Linked DNA regions of Mus musculus: all the other regions are linked to region 1. A link is a contact called in public HiChIP or PLAC-seq and promoter capture Hi-C data. All regions are on one chromosome and are shown on one strand. Each heading gives the region's core, a stretch centred on a gene start, on an enhancer-like site or on the middle of the called end of the contact. The rest is flanking DNA. Distances are from core to core; before and after follow the strand shown. Region 1 holds the start of Crybb3 (crystallin, beta B3). Region 2 overlaps Sez6l (seizure related 6 homolog like). Region 3 holds the start of Cryba4 (crystallin, beta A4). Region 4 holds the start of Srrd (SRR1 domain containing).

The links. Promoter capture Hi-C pulls out the DNA fragments that hold promoters and counts their contacts. HiChIP or PLAC-seq counts read pairs in DNA pulled down with a chosen protein or histone mark.
Region 2: an H3K4me3 HiChIP or PLAC-seq map of embryonic stem cells shows a contact between it and region 1, with 14 read pairs. The contact joins the enhancer-like site here to the promoter of Crybb3 in region 1. A contact is called at or near these places in 4 of 39 promoter capture datasets (cranial neural crest, embryonic stem cells, hippocampal neurons and 1 more), 2 of 115 datasets of contacts at active chromatin or transcription factors (embryonic basal ganglia and embryonic stem cells) and 1 of 9 other capture datasets (embryonic stem cells).
Region 3: a promoter capture Hi-C map of embryonic stem cells shows a contact between it and region 1, with 4 times the contacts expected there. The contact joins the promoter of Cryba4 here to the promoter of Crybb3 in region 1. A contact is called at or near these places in 16 of 39 promoter capture datasets (the C10 cell line, the HPC-7 cell line, HPC-7-derived erythroid cells and 10 more), 1 of 15 datasets of contacts at CTCF or cohesin (large pre-B cells), 1 of 484 Hi-C or Micro-C datasets (embryonic stem cells), 3 of 115 datasets of contacts at active chromatin or transcription factors (acute myeloid leukemia, large pre-B cells and pancreatic cancer cells) and 3 of 9 other capture datasets (adipose tissue, embryonic stem cells and embryonic tail).
Region 4: a contact with region 1 is called in a promoter capture Hi-C map of neural stem cells. The contact joins the promoter of Srrd here to the promoter of Crybb3 in region 1. A contact is called at or near these places in 17 of 39 promoter capture datasets (the 3T3-L1 cell line, the C10 cell line, the SN4741 cell line and 11 more), 5 of 484 Hi-C or Micro-C datasets (the HPC-7 cell line, cerebral cortex, cortical neurons and 2 more), 5 of 115 datasets of contacts at active chromatin or transcription factors (embryonic basal ganglia, embryonic forebrain, embryonic hindbrain and 2 more) and 2 of 9 other capture datasets (embryonic stem cells and pancreatic islet).

Annotation. Positions count from the first base shown.
Region 1 is chr5:113,080,191-113,082,890 of GRCm38.p6, reverse strand. Crybb3 (crystallin, beta B3) reads left to right here and starts at 1,307. Exons shown (of 6, transcript NM_021352.3): 1 at 1,307-1,335; 2 at 2,241-2,411. The coding sequence starts at 2,337.
Region 2 is chr5:112,550,736-112,553,435 of GRCm38.p6, reverse strand. The region is part of intron 1 of Sez6l (seizure related 6 homolog like); the gene reads left to right. Among named protein-coding and RNA genes, the nearest start is that of Sez6l, 25 kb to the left of the region's middle. Within about 2 kb of position 1,350, at least 60 of the 459 cell types and tissues checked have an H3K27ac peak or open chromatin away from gene starts, as enhancers often do. A contact at or near this core is called in embryonic stem cells and hippocampal neurons, where this site is marked.
Region 3 is chr5:112,251,265-112,253,964 of GRCm38.p6, reverse strand. It overlaps Cryba4 (crystallin, beta A4), which reads left to right and starts at 1,447. Exons shown (of 6, transcript NM_021351.2): 1 at 1,447-1,473; 2 at 2,168-2,218. The coding sequence starts at 2,180.
Region 4 is chr5:112,341,714-112,344,413 of GRCm38.p6, reverse strand. Srrd (SRR1 domain containing) reads left to right here and starts at 1,374. Exons shown (of 7, transcript NM_001359388.1): 1 at 1,374-1,539. The coding sequence starts at 1,391. Hps4 (HPS4, biogenesis of lysosomal organelles complex 3 subunit 2) reads right to left here and starts at 1,319. Exons shown (of 14, transcript NM_001359853.1): 1 at 1,251-1,319; 2 at 1-370.

The DNA.
Region 1 (2,700 bases), core at 58-2,557:
CCCCGTCAGTGATGATCTGCGGCTGGTTGATTTGTGTGGAGGAACACAGGCCTCCCTCGTGCTAAGCCAGCATACAGCCTCTGAGCTACAGGAAGAAGAAACCCTGTACTGTCACGGAATGTCCCCCACAATCTCATGCGTAGAGCATCTGGCTTCCAGACAGACAGAAGTGCAAGTGCCATTTTTGGAAACTGGAGCTTTTAGGAGCTGGTCTGACTGGAAGAAGCAGCTGGGGTCTGGTCCTCCAGAGCGTCCTGTCCCTGCCCCCTTCCCATGTCCGTCTCCTTGCTTCGGTATCTTGCCTCAAAACAAAGAACTTTGTCTACTACACGCCCCATGTCATGACACTCTCTACAAATATGTGGCAACCAGCAACCTTGGCTTCAGTCGTCTAAAACTGCCAGCCAAAATAAACTGTCCACCCTTGTTTCTGTCAGACATTTTAGCCACAGTGACTTAGTGCTAACCAGTACATTTGTTTATGGGCCTGGGACGATGGCTAAGTGGTCGTGCAAGCACAAGGAGCAGAGTTCAAATCTCCAGCACCCCACGAAAAGCCAGTGGTGAACTGGGCAGTGACGACACACGCTTTTAATCCCAGCACTTGGGAGGCAGAGGCAGGTGGATTTCTGAGTTCAAGGTCAGCCTGGTCTATAGAGTGCGTTCCAGGACAGCCAGGGCTATACAGAGAAACTTTGTGTCAGTGGTTGGGGATGGAGACAGGAAGATTGCTGGGGCTGGCTGTGGATCTAGCTCCGTTTTCAGTGAGGGACCCTGTCTCAAGGGAATACAGCAAAGCAGGGTAAAGCGGGGGCACCAGCCTCTTCTTCTGGCATCTGTGTGCACCCAGGCTCACTCAGCCACATACACGATGCATACTCACACACTGAAACTCAATTCAGTTTGTAGCTCTGACCGTAAGAACTCAGTGATTTGCCTCAGTCGTGGAATCTGTAAAATGGCACCCCAAGGATCCGAAATTGGGATGTAGGCTGACTTGAGGATTTGAGCCTACAGCAAACAGCTTTATGACCCCCAAGTAACTGATGTGGCCTCTTTCAAACACAGTCTCATCATTGACATGTGTAGTCTGGCCAGCATCCCACAAAGCCAGCAAAGGCCATCGGTTCCCAGGAAGTCATCAGACTTGTGCAAGAGGTGACTGGCCTTAGGGGGCCTTCCCGGACACACCATTAGGATGAAATGGCCCGGACAGGATCGGGTGGACAGGATGCTATCTCAGCATCCCGTAATGTGCTGGGCCAACAGAACATGCCCATAAATAGGCCAGCCTTGGAGGCACGCCAGTCTGGAGACAACTGGTCCTGGAAGCAGGTTTGTACTGGACTGGGTGAGGCAGGGGGGAGTGTACTGTTGAGGAAGGTGCAACCTCGGGTCTCTCTGGTGTGCATGGCCCTTGTCTGGCTCACTCGAGGGTAGGGAGGGTGACCTCCAGGAACCAAGCCTGCCAACTAGGCCCAGCCACAGACAGAGCTGGTGAACTGTATTGTCTGCGGGTCTGAGCACGAGGCTGGGTCCCAATTGTTTGTGTGGGCTGAGGACCAAGGAGTGGGCAGCTCTGAGAAAGGGAATACCCGGTCATCCCCATGAAGTGGGCCAAGGCCCATGTCCTAATGATGCAGGTTAGATACAGAGCAGAAGCTGCTGGACCTCACACAAGTGTGTCATGAGGGAGGAGCGGGTCAGTCGGGGACAGGTGTTGTGCAGGACAGTGCATGTGTGTGCACGCCCATACACCCTTGCTGGCGAGCAAATGTCTGCAGACCTGTGTCCTAGGTCTCTGCCTCCTGAGGCTAAGAGAGACTTCCAGGGTCCACTATGCGAGAGCCTAGAACACGGTAAGCACTCAATAGTCAGCTTCACGGTCAGGGATGGTTTCCAAAGACCTGGCCCATTTAATGGCTGCTCAGTCCGTCTGTTTTTCCTGCCTGCTGTGGTCTGCTGTCCACCCTGGCTGTCCTGAGGTCCAGTCCTGGGCACTGAGGCTGCAGAGAGCCCATAGAGATACCCAGCCCTTTACAGGGAGCATTTGGTTGTGTGTGTGGGGTGGGGGGAGAGTGCCATCCAGTTTAAGTCCTTTCTTCCCTGTGTTCTCAGTAAACTGGTCTTTCATTACTGGGCCTCTGGGATTCCCCAGTCCCACTGACTGGCCCAGATGCGTGGCCCAAAGCAGGTGTCCAGGAGGTGTTTGTTGACTGATTATAGATCTTGGCCCTCAGTGCTGTTTGGGTGGGAACCCACCAGTCCCTGATCCTGCTGGCCGCAGCTGGTGACCTGGTTCTCCTCCAGTTTGAGGCAGAAGTATCCCCAGAGAGATGGCGGAGCAGCACGGAGCACCTGAGCAGGCTGCAGCTGGCAAGAGCCATGGAGGCCTTGGGGGCAGCTACAAGGTACCTGGCTGGATCTTGATGGGACCTAGAGCCCAGGGCTGAGGGCTACAACTGACCCAGTGGAGTTCCCGGGCACCAGGCTTCGGGGGATGTGGGCTTCAAGCTCCGCCTTTCCTGTGTGACCTCGCTTGAGTTGCTTGGTGTTTCTGGGTGCTGACAGCTTCATCTTTAAAAACAAAAAAACAAAAAAACAAAAACAAAAACAAAAAAACCGGAAGCGATGCCTGTTGTCCCCGGTCCCAGAATTGTCACGTGATAAAGCGGGTGGCCTGAGCATGGTTGGTGGATG
Region 2 (2,700 bases), core at 101-2,600, 530 kb after region 1:
ATAATTGAGCGGGGAGAAGCAGGCTCACGCGGGGCCTTGCAAAAAAAGAAACGACCTAAGCCCAGCAAAGAAAGAAGCTCTGACAGACGCCACACAGAGTGGGTCTCAGCTCAGTTTTGGAGATTCATTTCAACTGCTTGGTGGAGAGATGCAAACGAGAAGCATCTTCTACATCTCGACGAGGTGGGGGTGGGGGAAGCCATGGCTTGAACTTGTGTGAAGCTGTGCAGACATGGGGAGGAGGCAGGCCGAAGTTAACAGACCTGTTCACGGATACAATATGTGAAAGTATGTTCTCGTCACTGCAGGAACATTGGCCTGATCAGGCTGCCATTGAGTATAGAGAGGGAGACCCGAGAGTCTGAGGAGCTCTTCTCAGGCCTGGGTGGAGAAAGTCAATCCTTAGCCATGCAGCGCTGAACTACGCATGCGCATCTCACGCATGCGCGCTGCATGGCGTCATTCCAACACTAAAGCTTAAGGGGAGGGCTGTGAGCTCCAGGCCAGCCTGAGCTTCCTAGTGAGACCATGCCTCAGAGTGACGAATCAGGGTGCCCACAGATAGCCTGACATGTGGGTACGCACCTCTACCCGCTTTCCCCTCAAAGCCGCTGCAGCAACCAGAATCCCGTTTTTGGATTTTTCCCCCCTCTACACTTGCGTGTTTTGTTTTCTTTTGTTGAGAAAGGGTCTCACTCTGTAACCCAGGCTGAACTCAAATTTCACCATCCTCCTGCCTCGGCCTTCTGACTGCCGGATTGACAGGTGCACACAACCACACCCAGGGCCATCTATCCCTTCATTCCAATTCATCCAATGTAAATGGGCACATGGGAGGGTTCCATGGGAGGGGCCATGGGGGTGTGGGAGGAGCCCATGGGAGGGTCACATGGGTGGGGTTGTGGGCGGGTTACGTGGGAGAGTCACGTGGGTGGTCTGTGGGCGGAAACAGGGGGAGGGACACTGGGGAGGGGCACAGGCTACCCAGTTCCCTGTTAATCCTCACTGTTTAACCTTGGTCTCCACACATAGTGAATGCTCTTTCGTCTCCGCTGGTGTTTATCCCACAATCACCTGTACACATGGCTTTGGCTGCTTGCCAGCTGTTCTGTTCCAATCAACACGGCCCAGTGGGTTCTTGATGGTTCTCTAGCGGGTGGAGACTCTCTCCAGAGGGCTGCATGTACCTCCTCCCTCGAGAAAGAGAGATCTGCAGTTCTGGGGCAAAGTGACCAGAACCATTCGCTGGCGCTGGCATAGGGACAAATGAAAGGCGTGAGTGTTCTGTTATGGAAATGGGGTGGTTGGTGGCCTTCCAGGGAGACCCAATGTCAACTGACTGTGGGAAGAGTTAATAACCACTCCCGGCCCAGCCAACTGGGCTCCGTTGCTAAGCAACTGCCTCCCGGAGTTACATAATATAAAAGAGAAACACTTATTTTTTTCCTAAATGGAACAGGGTTTCTTCAGTAATGGAGGCATTTTCACCTTGATGTTTCCTGTCTCCAGTGGACCTGGTGACTTAGACGTGACCATAGCCTTGGGGTAGCCTTGAAGCTGCTATGACCCCATCTAAAAATGAGCCAGTTCCGAGAATGGAGCAAATGAGACCACTGGGTTTCTTCCTCGTATGTATGCATGGAATTCCCAGGCAACCCATGGCTACATCTCCCTCTGTAGATTCCTGAAAGGGATCAATCGGATGACAGCACTTTGACCCAGCTCAGAGCTGGGCTGCCGCAAAGTGGGACAGGCTGGTGTAGCTCCTGTCACTGGCTGGGTCCTGGCTCCCGGCTCCCAGATACATCCTGAGCAGAGATAAATCTGCCTCTCCTCCGAGGTGCAGTATTAGAGATAGGATGGAGTGAACCACGTGTGGGTCCGTTCACTGTGCACCTCACTGTTCTCTTCTGGGAAATGGGCTCAGTGTGGGTAATGGTGGTATCCTTCATGATCAAACCAGCCTGCAGAGTTGTTCAAGACTGCAGCCAAAATCTAGTGGACAGAAAGCTGAAAGTGTTCGGGCGGGGGGTGGGGGGGAATCCTGTACATGTCCAGTGTCAGGAAGATGAGGCCAAGGACAACAACTGAGCAGGGGATTCCTGTGGTGGCCTCGAGTAGACACGAACTTCTAAAGCTTGTGGGTGGAAGAGATGGCAAGACAAACAGATACAAGATTTGGCAGGCAGGAACCCACCACTGCAACAAAGTATCAGAGACTGAGGTGTTTGTAAACCATAGAAATGAATTTCTCACCCACGCTGGACTGGCGAGGCAAACTTGTGAGCTTCCACAGGACTTTCTCCTTCCAAGGTGTCATGTTACTGCTGTGTCCTCTGGAGGGGACAAGTGCTCTGACTGTTGAAGAAGCCAAAAGGCCAGGGAGGGTTACAATCACCCCTCAAGCCCCCACCCCCCACCCCGCCACTTCACACAGTACTCTCCCATTGGGCCTTGAGTTTGAATTTTGAAGGAACGTTTAAATCATAACAAGAAGGAACTACAGGGTCAGAGCAACTTCTCGCAGCGATGGGACTATGAATATTCATGACAGGCACATCTGATTTGCATACTAGGTAAATGAGGAACTGATTTATAGAAAGCCCTCCCACTGAAGTCTTTTAATTTAGTCATTCTTGATTCTACAAGGAGCTGCAGACGTTTTTAAATGTACAGGTGGCCAGACCCCACCCTGCTAGT
Region 3 (2,700 bases), core at 198-2,697, 830 kb after region 1:
TATGGCTGTCCAGGATGGCAAACATGGCCAAGACCCAGGTAATTCCCTTTGTTCTTAGAACAGGTACAGGCACTCTTCATCAGGAACATATTTATCATATTTATGTTCATAGCATCCTGTGCTTTCAGGCTAACCATTAAAGTTTGTGTGTGTGAGAGAGAGAGAGAGTGAGAGTGTGTGTGAGTGTGTGAGAGTGTGTGAGAGAGTATGTGAGTGTGTGTGTGTGAGTGTGTGTGAGACTGTGTGAGTGTATGAGTGTGTGAGAGTGTGAGGGTGTGAGAGAGCATGTGTGTGTGTGTGTGTGTGTGTGCACTCACATGGAGGTCAGAAGGTCAGAGGGTAACTTTCAGGAGTCAGTTCTCCCTACTACCCTGTGGTCCTGAGGATTAAAGTCAGGCTTGGAGGTACCCCACTGAGCTTTGTCTTTTTTATTTCACAGCACAACTGAGGCTTAGAGGCATTCACTGGGAACCTGCTCAAAAGTAATTAGCCCCCAGGCACGGGATGCAGACACAGGCTACTGGCTGTGGAGACTGCACCGGTCCACCCTTCCGGTCCACCCTTCGCCACGCCCTGAACGTGAGACAACTGTTCTGACATCCCAGGAAGGAAGAGATGTTGCTATTTTCCTGGCCATCAAAGGACTCGCTCTTTATCTGGGTCACCCAGTAGCAAGGCTGAGTTTTACCACAAGCCGCTCCTGCCATGCTACCCTCTCCTGCAACAGGACCCCTCAGAGGCAGGGATCAGGGGATTCCATATGCTTTGGGTGCTTATCTGGCATGCACTGCTTTGGGAAGCATGCTAGCAAGCTGCAGCGCCCCCCCCCCCCCCGCCCCGCCCTTTGCTTCTGCATGCACAGCCCTGGATGCTTCTGCCTTGTGGAGTGCATGGGTTCTAGCCCTGACCACCACTCTCACCTCCTGAGAAGAGTTGTACTGCTGGGTATTTGTTATCCAAAGCCCTTGCTCCAGGCCCCCAGGGTTTTGCTTAGAACCGGTTACTTCCAAGCTACTGTATACATTGTTTCCACTTTTTCAAAGAGTATCCTCAAGTGAAAGTGTGACGTCCAGCTAGAAGAGGCAGGGGCAGGTGAGGTGAAGGAGGAGGGCAGGCACAGAACTCTATGATCTGGCTTCTGTCTGTCCTATCATGCAGACAGACAGAAGGACACCCACCATCAAGATGATGTTGGGTCCCTAGTCCTGGACAGGAGTCCTGTGGAACCAATGGAAATAGGCTATCTACCCCTCATATTCCCTAGTGCTGACCCTGGGCAAGCCACCAGTCCTTCCCCACTAAAGGCAGAGCTGCTGACATGTCCACTCTGGGCCTTGGCCAGGACTGGCTTTTGTTTCTATCTCTGGCTTGCTGAGTCTGTGTTTGTCCCTTGGGGCCCCTGTTCCTTTCCTGCCTATAAGAGCCCTGACCTTGTCTGGTTCTGGTTCTGACGTGTGCTCTGGGCCCTTCTTGGTAAGTATGAGAGGGAGACAGGAGTGGGGCCGAGCTCTCTGGTGGCATCATCCTACAATATCAATCTTGGGGATGTCACTGGCTAACCCTGAATGCCATCACATCCCAGGAAGTCTACAAGTGTGTCAGACTGCTGCCTGTGACTCTTAGTTAAATGCCAAGATCCCCCTCCCCTATCATTTTGTGACCTGTGTGTCCACTATGAGAGCCACGCACTAGGCTAGCACTGCACTTTGTTTTGGTGTGTGTGTGCACTCACTTGTGTGTGTGTGTGTGTGTGTGTGTGTGTGTGTGTGTGCGCATGCATGTATGTATGTATGTATGTATGTATGTATGCATGTATGTATGTGCCTGTATGTATGTGTGCATGTGTGTGAGTGTGCATGTGTGAACTTGTGTATGTGTGTGATTGTGCACATGTGCATGTGGGTGTGTGTCTGTGTGTGCATGTGTGTGATTCATCCACCTCTCTCCACTCATCTGGCACTGCAGTCCACTGTGAGCTGGGCTGGAGACAATGGCACCCAGATGTGGCTGAGATTGGTGCTGTTTGCACGTGGGTGGGGTGGGAGAAGGATCGCCCCCGTCCTGGGATACCCAGACCCATCTTGATTCTGACACTGTCCAAGTCAGCCTTCAGTCAGAGATGCTGCTGGGAACCAGATGGAAGGTGACTGTGTTCTTCTCTCTGTAGGACCGTGCCAACATGACCCTGCAGTGCACCAAGTCAGCTGGACACTGGAGGGTAGGGAGTACCCTGGGAGGGGAGGGAAGGAAGTCGACATCTAAGAACCTCTTACAACAACTTCATTGAACCCCATCATCCTGCAGGAGGGCTACTGACTGCCTTGAGCCCAAGGCTCAGACTAGGGGGCAACCTGCCTGAGGCACGCAACCCGAGTTGGTCCCCACCCTTGAGTCCTGGCACACAATCATTCTACTGTGCTTCTCTGGCCGTGCTTGGCTTTGCAAAGGGAAACTAAAATCTGGGTGTGATAGCTTATGCCTGCCCTAGCATTGGGGAAGTAAAGGCAGAAGGAAGCTCGTAGGCTCAAGGCCAGCCTGGGTCTTGCGAGATCTTGTCTCACAAAAAATAATATAGCGGAGCCACATAAAAGCCTTTGATGAAGGCTTTGGGAAATGGAAGCTCTGCTTGTTTTCTTACCTAATGACAGTCAAGGGTGGAGACAAAATTGTGCTGTCCAGGATCCCACGGTCCACCTTGCT
Region 4 (2,700 bases), core at 125-2,624, 740 kb after region 1:
TAGCAGATACTTCAAAGGCCTTTTTTTTTTTTTCAGCAGAAAATAGCTTTGCAGAAGGGAAACCAGACGACGAGTGTAGAAGGTACTGGGTGTAAGGGACCACACCAGTCAAATGGTCCCAAAATTAAGGAACTGGCACTCAGGAGCCTAATCAGAATGTGCGCAGCCCTTCAGAGTGCAAGAGAGAACTTTGACAGAGGGGAAGACAACTCAGTGTATCATGGAATACTCTGCCAGAAAAGAGTCTTGGCCTCACTCTGATTCTTCGCTCCTCCAAGAGAACTGTCCAGAAACAGGTGGTACAGGCATTAAAATTACTATCCACGAGGCTGAAATTTTCTGACAGTCTTATTTCACTGTGTGGATAACACTGGGAGGAAACACAAAAATAATTTAATCCTTTTCCTTGACAAGCCTTCCGTCATTTTCATCTATAGTCTTTGTTTTGTTTTGTTTATTTGTTTGTTTGTTTTTTCGAGACAGGGTTTCTCTGTATAGCCCTGGCTGTCCTGGAACTCACTCTGTAGACTCAGGCTGTCTCTGCCTCCCAAGTGCTGGGGTTAAAAGTGTGCGCCACCACCACCTGGCTTCATTAAGACTATAGTCTTAATCCCACTTTTCTGGTTAATTCCTTCAAGGACAGGATCTCTAAAGCTGGCCACAATCTGCCACCTGTGGAAATAGTACGTTGAAGTCTCTTAGGGAGGGAGCCAGGCATGGTAGTTTAGGCCTTTTATCCCAGCGCACTGGAAATAGACAGGCAGATTGCTGAGTTCCAGGCAAGCTATGGCTACAAAGCAGGACCCTCTCTTAAAAGCGAGTAAACTCTCTTAGGAAGAAGGAAGTGCCCGAGGGGCATCCCCCACGAACCCGAAAAGGCCTCTTAAATATCAGTCACCTCAACTACACACACCTCGTTCTGCAGCAAACACAGGGCGAGCACACTGTGCAGGGCATCTCTGTTCCTGGAACCACCCCTCCCATTCCCTGAGGCCTGCTCGGAGGACCTAACAGCGAGTTCTCAAAGGTCCCGATGAGGTCAGTGATTGTGTAAGGGACCTAAAGAGGCCATGACACCCTAAGAGTACAGGCAGGGGGACAGTGCGGGTGCGCGCGGGGACGGAGGGAAGTCCCTCGCTGGTCAGGAGCCCCGAACCCTGCGGCCCGATCGCGTGGATCAGGCTCGCCCGCCCGCCCGCCCACCGGGACCCCGGGCTCTGTCTGGCCGCCCGCGGGAAAACCCCCGATACCTGCGCCCGCCCGGCAGCCCCGCGATCACGCGCGGACCCACCTCCCGCCGGTGGGGGCTTGGCGATGACGTGAGGTGTGACGCAGCCTGTGACGTCGGCGGCACGGCGGCCGCTCTGGCGCACTCTGCTGACGTCAGAGCATGGCGGCGGCGGCTCTCGAGCCCTGGAGCGCGGTGGCTCCGCGGAGGAGGAAGCGCGCGGCGGGAAGGCGACCGCGGCCGGGCGAGGGGCCCCGGGCCGAGCCGGAGGCGGACGGCGAAGCGGTGCTACGCCGCCTGCGGGAGGCCGAGTGAGTGCAGCGCCGAGAGGCAACTCCAGCCTCAGTGTCCCTAACCTGGAAATGGGTGTGCCAACCCGCTGGGAAAGGCTGAGTTCTCCCTCCGGTGTCACTGTAGCAAGCTCTCAGTAAAGCTGCCATTCCCATTCGCTGCGGCTGCGGCAGTTTATCATCCTGTGTCCCTGTCTGCCACCTTTGAGATGGGGGTTTAAGCATTACGTAGGGATGCTCAGAGGATTGTGTGATGTGACTGTAGAGCACTCCCTGGCACCCAAGCTCGAGGTGGGGGAGGAGGGTGTCAGAAGGTGCTCAGAAGACCTCTGCTTTCACTGCATAGGTTAGGACAATCAAACTCAAATGTGAGGCTTGGTGGCAAGAACCTTTACCCTATAAATCATCAGCTCTGGATTTGGAGGCGGGATCTTGTACTATAGCTTAGGCTAGCCCAGCAGCCCTGAATTGGAGGATATCCCGTCTTTGCTGTGGGCCACACACCACATTGGTTATTATCCGTATTGTAAATCGAGGTTGCAGCAAACACAGATGTCAACATTTGCATCAATGGTTTACTGAGCAGCAGCTGTGTGCGCAGACTTTTGCAGCCTATGTATTTCACAGGCTCACTGGAATCCTGGGCACTCCGAGAGACATACAAAGATCATTGTTTCAGGCCCAGGCCTTGGTGACTTCAAACCCCATGCTTCCACCTAATCATTATCATGTACTCTATTATGTTACATCCATCTCCCCAGCACTTGGTCTGTACCTTCTTACAGGGCACATAGACGGTGCCCACCATACACAGGCTACACCGTGTTCTTGCCTTTTCTAGTTTTGGTCTTACAGGGCTAAGTTAGAAATGTTGGTAGCATTTTGTATGGGTCAGAAGGGCTGTGATGAGGGGGGCAAGTTACACTTAAAAAGCATTGGTGACCCAGAAGTTACCTCTGAACATAAATTACTGGCGGTGCAGCTGAGAGGACAGATAGAAGCAAGCAGTGCCTTAAAGTCTCGAGATTAGTGAGACATAGGTGTCTAGGACCTGAACTCTTCAAGGCGCACACCAGATAGTCATTGTTTCCTCAGCTGCTTCAGAATCTCCCAGAATGCCCTGCTTCTCCCAGCATCCTTCCAGGGGTGTGGTTATCACTCCTGAGCATAGAGAATCTGATT